Regions from separate parts of the Podarcis muralis genome. Here region 2 is linked to region 1. A link is a contact called in public Hi-C data. All regions are on one chromosome and are shown on one strand. Each heading gives the region's core, a stretch centred on a gene start, on an enhancer-like site or on the middle of the called end of the contact. The rest is flanking DNA. Distances are from core to core; before and after follow the strand shown. Region 1 holds the start of LOC114600604 (DGAT1/2-independent enzyme synthesizing storage lipids-like). Region 2 holds the start of MRPL15 (mitochondrial ribosomal protein L15).

Evidence for each region. Hi-C and Micro-C count contacts between places; a contact is called where the count stands out from the background.
Region 2: a Hi-C map of tail shows a contact between it and region 1, with 4 times the contacts expected there. The contact joins the promoter of MRPL15 here to the promoter of LOC114600604 in region 1. A contact is called at or near these places in 2 of 3 Hi-C or Micro-C datasets (blood and tail).

Annotation. Positions count from the first base shown.
Region 1 is chr8:38,425,256-38,429,643 of rPodMur119.hap1.1, reverse strand. LOC114600604 (DGAT1/2-independent enzyme synthesizing storage lipids-like) reads right to left here and starts at 1,793. Exons shown (of 7, transcript XM_028736946.2): 1 at 1,519-1,793; 2 at 1-189. The coding sequence starts at 186. All of the region lies in intron 2 of XKR4 (XK related 4), which reads left to right.
Region 2 is chr8:38,877,674-38,882,061 of rPodMur119.hap1.1, reverse strand. It overlaps MRPL15 (mitochondrial ribosomal protein L15), which reads left to right and starts at 1,893. Exons shown (of 5, transcript XM_028736960.2): 1 at 1,893-2,118; 2 at 3,568-3,716. The coding sequence starts at 2,002.

The DNA of each region.
Region 1 (4,388 bases), core at 544-3,043:
GAGGATGAGTGCAGGAAGTAAAAATGCTACAAGCAATGGTGCAAAGAGCCATGTGAGGTAGACCAGGTAACTCAGATATTCGTCCAAGTGTTCGACTCCAGTCCATCCTTCCAGTATGTAAAGCAGGCAAGTCAAGTAAGACATGGGCATCTGCTCTGCACCACAGGATTCATTTCGGCCTATCATATTCTGTTTAAAAAGAAAACAAAACAAGTTTTTTAAAGTATATAAAGATCTGTATAGTATATTATAAAGAAGTGTTTGGAACTGTCAGTTTGAATTTCCAGACAATTTTCACTAAAGACCAGAATACTGTACTCTTAAGTTGAATACAGACTGCTGTCATTGCCAAGTAAACACAACAATCAAGTTTGGGAGTGAAGCAACGAGGGAACCTGTAATACTTGTCTACCCTCTGCTTCTTAAAGTCTATGAAGTGCAACGTATGGCAACAGATTCTTATCTCCCATGTAGCACTTTTACAATAGTAGAAAACAGGCTTTCAATGTTGTAAAATCCAAAGCCCATCTAAGATAGCTTTCTTTGTACAGGAGGGACTTTGTTCCAGACTTTATCTTGTGAACCTCCCTGAGATCTTTTGATGAAGGGAAGTATATATATATCTAATAAACAACAACAACAATTTATGTATGGCTTTCTTGGGTTCTCTTGCTGTGTCCCAGCATCATCCTCTGCAGTGACAAAGACAAGAGCAGCAAACTGAGTTCTATGATGGAAACCTGCTCCGTTTTAAAAAGGCTTCAGTGATCATCTTCATTCGTTTAATTCACATGGGTTTACTGGGATACATTGACTAGATCTGTGTACCTGACAGAGATGGGGCCACAAATGTCTTTTTGATGAAATAACCACCTGTTTTTCAAAAAGAGCTATTGGTGCTTGGGGGGGGGGGCACTCATCATGGTTCAAAGTCTTTCTTTCAGCAATAAAGAGCAAGCAGACAAGTGAATATCCCACAAAAAAGGCACTCCCACAAAACATTTAAAAACAAATGCTCAAGTGCACACACAACAGCAACTCAGTGCACAGGGAAACACTTCTGCAAATTGATGACCGATAGCTGAATTGATAAACAGTTACAAATCAGGAAAGACCAGCTCCAATCTTGTCTCTCCTATAAATTCTCTGGGTGGCTTCCAGCAAATGGGAGCCGCGCTTTCCCAGCTGCACACCTGCAATATCTACCTGACATGGTGTTGTAAGAATTGCAGAATCCCTGCAACATTCGTAAAGCACAGGAAATATTAACGGCGCCCGCGCCACAATGCAAGGACTCAAGTCAGAATCAGTGAGAGAGCGCCAAAACCGGTACGGAGATGGGAAGTCCTGAGAGAAGTTGGGGAGAAAAACAACAGAAAAGGCTGCCCATGTAAAGGGGGTGGAGGGGAAGGCGAGAAAGGAGCCAGGAATGGCTGCCCTCCCTCTGTCAACTCTCTTCCCCGCCCGAAGAGACACCTTGTTGCATCCTAACGAGGAGGAAGGGAAGACGGGCCTCACCTGTCTCGGAGAGGGAGGATGAGGCGGCGGCGGCGGCAGCTGCAGAGACGCTTCACTCGGCGACAAAGCTCGGCCTTTTCTTCCTCTCCTGCCGCCCCCAAAGGGGCGGTATGGCAAGCGGCCACTCCTGGCAGATAGAACTTCACCGCTATCCCATTGTCCCGAGCGAGGACGCACCAAATGAGGACAGCGTGCTCTTCGCTCAGCTTAGGGCCATTGCTCCACCCGGACCCATTGAGTAGGCGGACAGGTGCCTGAACAAGTCAGAGGAGGCGGCTTCCGGGAAATGCGCCATAGAGAAAAGAAAGGGCAGAGGGGCGCGTAACGGCGACTGGATAGAGGGTTTGCGGCTGCGCGTCGGAAGCCTTTAAAAAAAACAAACGCCAATCTCCCGTCTTGCCCAGAGGGAAGGGAGGACGTCGTATGGCTGCTTCCAAACAAGAAAGGCAGCTGCAGAGGCTGTTGTAGCTCACATCTTATTTAGTACTAATCTAAAAAGGGAAAAGGGAAATCTAAAACAACGCTGCCAAGGCAAATGCATAAATCCCCTTATTATCATTATTGTTAACAATGTAATTTGTTGCCCGCCGTTCACCCTGAAGTAATAATAATAATAATAATAATAATAATAATAATAATAATATCTTTATTGTCATTGCCCCCTCTCGGGGACAACGAAATTACTTGACTGCTCCATAAAAACACTAATTAAAACAATACAGTATAGCAGTGTTTCCCAACCGGTGTTCCGCGGCACACTGGTGTGCCGTGAGACCTTGCCTGGTGTGCCGTGGAAGGGAGGCGGGAGAGGCGGGGCGGCGGCGGCATCTCCTGCTGGATGCAAATCCAAACATGGCGGGCGCCTCCCTCGCTCCTTTGTAGGCGGACCATCGAGAGAGAAAGAAAAGGAGGCGAAAGAGCGAGAGAAGGCGCCTGCGCGGAAAGAGGAGCGAGCAGTGTGCCTGCGCGCCGCGGCGCCCGAGATCGCTTCTCCCCACCGCCCCTTGCTTCAAAAGAGGTCCGGGGACAGCGGGAAGCGCTTCGCGCTGCCCCGGGACCTCTTTTGAAGCAAGGCTTTGCGGGGAGAAGCGATCTCCCCGCAGCCCCTTGCTTCAAAAGAGGTCCGGGGGCAGCGGGAAGCGCAGTGCTTCTTCCCCGCTGCCCCCGGACCTCTTTTGAAGCAAGGGGCTGCAGGGAGATCGCTTCTCCCGGTGCTCCGAAGCGGGGCGGGGGGGCGGGAACACCTGCCCCAGCCGCCCCGCTTCGGAACGCTGCTCCGAAGCGGGGCGGGGGGGCGGGAACACCTGCCCCAGCTGCCCCGCTTCGGAACGCTGCTCCGAAGCGGGGCGGGGGGCGGGAACACCTGCCCCAGCCGCCCCGCTTCGGAACGCTGCTCCGAAGCGGGGCAGTGGGGCGGGAACCTCGCACCCCGCCGCCGGGCATCAGAACGATGTCCCGATGCCGGGCAGTGGGGCGGGAACCTCTCCCCCCGCCGCCGGGCATCGGAACGAGGTCCTGGACCTCTTCTGGAGGCAGGCGGGGGCAAAAGTCTTTGCTCCCCCCGCCTGCCTTCCCGGGACAGCGGAGACTTCTCCGCTGCCCCGGGCGATCTTAAAATGCTGGGGGGCGGGAGCGAAGCGTTCGCTGCCGACCCCCAGCATTTTAAAATCTCCTCGGGGCAGCGGAGACTTCTCTCCCGCCCGCCAGCATTTTAAAATCGCCCCGGGACAGCAGGGGCTTTTAAAATGCTGGCAGTCGGCAGCAAAGCCCTCCTGTCCCCGGAGCTTGCGGGGCGGGAGGTGGGAAGAAGGGCTTTTCTTCCCACCGCCAGCCTTCAGAACAGCCTTCTGAAGGCTGGCAGTGGGAAGAAAAGCCCTTGCCCCCCCCCCCCAGCCTTCAGAAGAGGTCGGGGGACAGACTGTCCCCGGACCTGGTCTGAAGGCGGTTTCCCTAGGAACGCATTAATTGATTTTCAATGCATTCCTATGGGAAACCGTGCATCGCAAGACGAAAAACTCGCAAGACGAAGAGACTTGCGGAACGAATTAATTTCGTCTTGCGAGGCACCACTGTACTTTTTATAAAGTCAATATAGGCACAGAGTTAAATTTTTTAACATTTTCTAATGGTGGTGTGCCTCGAGATTTTTTTCATGAAAGAAGTGTGCCTTTGCCCAAAAAAGGTTGGGAAACACTGCAGTATAGTACAGCAAGGAAGATTAGATGATTTTCAAAGTCCAGGCTTCCCATTCAGGGCCGAGATCGCTCTGGAGAAGAAGCTGTTCTTAAGACGGCTCGTTTTTGTCTTCATCGTCCTGTATCTCCATCCCGACGGCAGAAGCTCGAAGAGACAGTGACCAGGATGCGATGGATCTTTAAAGTTCCAGGGCACTTTAAAAATGCAAAGCACGGAAAACAATTTAAAACCACAATTCCAAAAAAGGATGGTTCCTAAAAATATTTGCTTAAAATTCTTAAAAAGTAAGGAACCTGAACATCTGAGAAGGGTTTGGATCTGACCGCAGCACACCCATGGAACGCATTGTCTTGGCCTCTACTGCCACCAAGAGATCAATGCCTGCAGATGTAATATCCTTGCTCTCAACTGTCAGAGGGACACTTTTACCCATTCCAGCCCCCTTTAGATGGCATTCAGCAGGGGTTGGAATTAATTTGTCGCTCTCAAATATTTATTTTCTGATTTATCAGTATTGTAAATTGCTTAGTGTCTGGACAAAGTTGAAGAGTGGATTGTAGCAAACCAAATGAAATTGAATTCAGGTAAGACTATGGTGCTGTGGTCTAAACCACTGAGCCTCTTGGGCTTGCTGATCGGAAGGTCAGCAGTTCGAATCCCCGCTACGGGGTGAG
Region 2 (4,388 bases), core at 644-3,143, 450 kb before region 1:
TTATTGCCGCCGCTTTTTGTTTTCTTCTCTCAAAAGGATGGGGAACGGGGTTTCGACTTCGTGGCCCGCAGCCAGGAATGATGGGAGTTGTAGTCCAAGCAACTTCTGGAGGTTTACCGTCAGGTCCCCGTCCCCCGTCCTCCCCCCAGGTTTCCCCGCACCTGCTGTAGGGTGGCCGTAAAGAAAATGTAAAAGGCAAACCAAAAAAGCTTCAGAGATAAAAGAGGTACAGAAAAACATAACCAAAAGTCTTAGCTTTAATCTGCCATTGAAATCCAGAATATTGCCGTCCTACCAACAAAAGGAACAGCCCGGACACAGCCTGGATTCCTGCTTTTTAAAACTCTGGTCTTTATGTAAGAGTAATTTCAGAGGTTTTAAAACTGCCTCGGTAAAGTTTTTCAAGAGCAGCATATAAATAGACAGGGAGCTGCATTTGTATTGGAATTTGCACTGCAGAACCTTATTTTTATTTTTTTACAAACTTCAATGAAAATATTAAAAACATTTACCAAGCAGAGTGCTTCTTCCAAGACACTTAACATGTACAGATGTTAAGGCTGGTATGCAGTCATCTAAATGGCATCAAAATAAACCTGGGAAATCTTTTACATTACAGATTAAGCTCACATCCACAGGGCATACTGTAGGGCTGTTTTTAATGTTTAGAAACACGCAAATACAAAGATTTTCCGGGGGCCCTCCCATACACAAAATAAGAGCACAAGTTCTTTATTTCTGTCTTGCTTCTGGGTGGGCTTGCTAGTGCCCAGCACTCGGGGCAAAGCTTTGTGGCACAAATCCAGGGCCCAGTCAGCAGAATGAGCAAGGCTGGTTTGTGTCATTTTGAAATAAGTGAATACTTTCCCATCTACAGAGAAGTGGGATTAATAACATTTCAGGTGTAAACTTACTCTTCAGGACTGTTAAAGTGGTATAAAACCATCTGAGTGAGATTGTACCTTTCTGCATCTGGTGAAAGTGGCTTCACAGCAGTGGAGCTCTGAAATGCCACCCACCTCTTGAAATCCAGCTGACACGAACATTGGCTGGCTTTTTTGCTGCTAGCTAGACTTATTTCTTCATCCAGGCTTTTAATGATGTGGTTTCTTGACGCAGTAAGGCTGTAATTCTACCCCCCGCCCCTGTTTACCTGGGAGAAAGCCCAGCGGGGTTACATCTGGGTAGACATTAGGAAGGATTTCAGCTGAGGATACTGATTTTGTAGTATGGAGGTATGACTGACTTTCTATTTTCATTTTTTATTGGAATTGCATTGCTGTTTTCACTGGAATGGTTAGCTTGGTTTTATATTTAATGTACTCCACTCTAGAACCACTTGCGGTTCAGAAATGAAATAAATGATAGTGACAGCTGTTTTGCAGGAGACAATGTATTATTGTTGTTGTTGTTGTTGAATTTATATACCGCCCTATACCCGGGGGGTCTCAGGGCGGTTCACAGAATATAGTAAATGTAGAAATCCAAATGCAGCGCAGCTGTGATCTGGCAGCGGTGTCAGCGTGCTTCCGCCTGCAACAGAAGCGAAGTCTGGAACCGTTGTCCTTCAAACTGGGATGTGATGCCCATTCCATTGAATTCAGACACGTTGTGCTTCCCCTCTCTCAAAACAATGGATAATTAATAAATAAATAAATAAATAAATAAATAAATAAATAAAGGATTAAAAATACATTAAAACATCAGTAATTAAAAACTTCCCTAAACAGGGCTGTCTTCAGATGTCTTCTAAAGTTCAGTTTATTTCTTTGACATCTGATGGGAGGGCGTTCCACAGGGTGGGCGAGATACCAAGACAAAACGAGGAACCGGGAGAGGTGCCTCTCTGTTATTTCTTTTCTCTACAGCTACAGCATGGGGTTGATGGTGTTTCTGCGCCGGCGCAGAGCCTGCTGATTGGTTCTCTCTCGTGGGCTCTCCCGCTGCGCCGCCGCTTCCTCTCTCCGGCTTTCCTTGCCCTTCGCTCGTGCCAGGGGAGCGATGGCAGCGCAGGCTGGGGGAGGCGGAGGGGGCCGCGCCAAGGCCTTGGAGCTGCTGCGGACCTTGCCCAGGGTCAGCCTCGCCAATCTACGGCCGAACGATGGCGCCCGGAGTCGGGTGAGTTAGTTGGAAGCTGGCGGGTGAGGAGGGAGGCCTTGGCCCCGCGGCTGCCTCGCTTGACGCTGCAGCGTTAGGCCGCCTCTGCGCTGCTAAGCGATTTTCCCTGCCTCCCCTCCCTTATTCAGCGCCGCCTGCCCTTTTTTTGATAGGGTCACTGGTGTCTCTAAAGGGACCCAAAAGAAACGAGGGGCACGTTTAGCTTATTTCCCGTAAGTGGCCCCCTTGTGTGACTTCATTTTCTGCACATGGTGGTGACAAAAGGATGCCTGTGTGCATGTTTTTACTGGACCCAGTCATATTGCATCTGAGTACACAATGTTTTACCTAGAACCCTATGGCATCTTAAAGTCTGCTCAGTTTATAGTGCATGATATGTACTAGGAATGAGCCTGCTTCATCTGAGGCATATGTAATATACTAATCTTACAGGTATATGTATATATATATATACACACAGACACAAGCACTAATATTTAAAAAGCTGTGAGCAGTGTCTAATGCCCATATATTTCAGTCATAGTTTTTTAGCATTGCTACTCTATTCTGTCCAATTCCCATATTCTAAAAATACTGAAACACTAGGCTACATAGAAAGTATACTTTTAAAGCACACACATATCCTAGGAGCTGTAATTTGTTAAGGTTGATAGGAATTGTAGCTCAGAGGGGTAAGCTACACTTCCCAGGATTCAGAGGGCGGGCAGGTGTGCTTTAAATATATGGTGTGTCTCTTATGAGAGAGTAAAGTAGTTAGAATGTATGAAATCTGGGGAGGAATGATTTTTTTAATTGAAAAGGTGAAGTTTAATTTATGCTGCATTCATGATGCAAAATTCTCTATTCCAATTGCTTGACGTTTTATATAAATAATAGTAGAAACGAATTGAATTAGTCTGTACGTACAAGGAACAATATACTTTAAAAGTAAGCTGACACCAAAAGATGGAAATAATCTCTTGCTCACAAAATCTTATGTCACAATATGCTAGTTTGCCTTTTTAATGCCATGGGAATTTTTGCTGCAAGGACTGGAGCTTTTCCAGTAGGAAGCATGATTTGTGGAATAACCGTCAGTCATTTTTTCTGTATGTAGCAGAGAACCCATTACAAGTTGTGGAATTTATTTTTAGACTATTATGTGACAGCTTCCATACCTCTACCTCTTTCCTACTCACTTTTCTACACCACTCACCTTGCTGTGGATTATGCAAATTAATCGGGTTTTATTTTGTGGTATGTTCCGAAAAGTCAGACCTTATTTCCTATACATGCTTACTCAGTATTAAGTCTCACTGTATTCATTGGGGATTTTTTTCCAAGTATGTGTGCACAAGATTGTACAATCTTCTATGATATTTTTTTTTAAGGGGGGTCACAGAACTCTTCATTCACAAATAAACTGAATATGTATTATGTAACAAACTGATGTTTGGCTATTTCCTTTAGGAAAAGAGTCGGCGTGAAAAGACTCAATGGAGGAAAACAACTCACAGAAGCCAGTGGAAAAGAGGAACTCGTCCTCGATTAGGCTTTGAAGGAGGCCAAACTCCATTTTATCTAGTTATTCCAAAATATGGCTACAATAAAGGTCACCAGTAAGTTTGCTTCCATGATCATTTTCTTTTTAAAAGGTCTGTAGTCAAAATTTATTGAAAGTACAATCCAAATTCCTAACTGGGAACAGTGGGGTGGACTGCTGCATCCAGAGCCCTCCAGTTGTGACAGTGAAGACAGGAGGTAATTTTAATTTTTTGCTGCACCATCTCCAGACTGGTGTAGTTGAAGGACACAGATTGGGGCCATTGTTAGTAGCTGGGTCAGCTTTCAAAATCAATACACACCACTATTTTAGGTCCATTAATTTCATGAGTCTACTCTGAGTATAACATACTTGGATGTAGCCCAGTGCATTTTACATTTTTTTTGGGGGGGGTGTCTTTTTAAAGTAAACCATGGTACAGCATCACTACATGCAGACATGTAGAAAAACTTAAAAGCGCTGCTGTTTAAAACACATGCATATATTTAAGAAGGTAAGGCAGAACAAAGATGAGATTTTCCACGTCTGCGCCTAAATTGTTGAGAAATGAAAAAGAAACTAATGATTTATCTTTCCAGCCTCTCACAGAGGAAAGAGGATTAGCAAAATGCTCTTTTGATTCAAATTACTATTTGTTCCACCATTCTCAAATCCCAAATCAGACCTGAGGTGCCTTGATAGAAGTAGGGGGTGTCTTGATGCACCAGTCATAACAGAAGATGGGGTT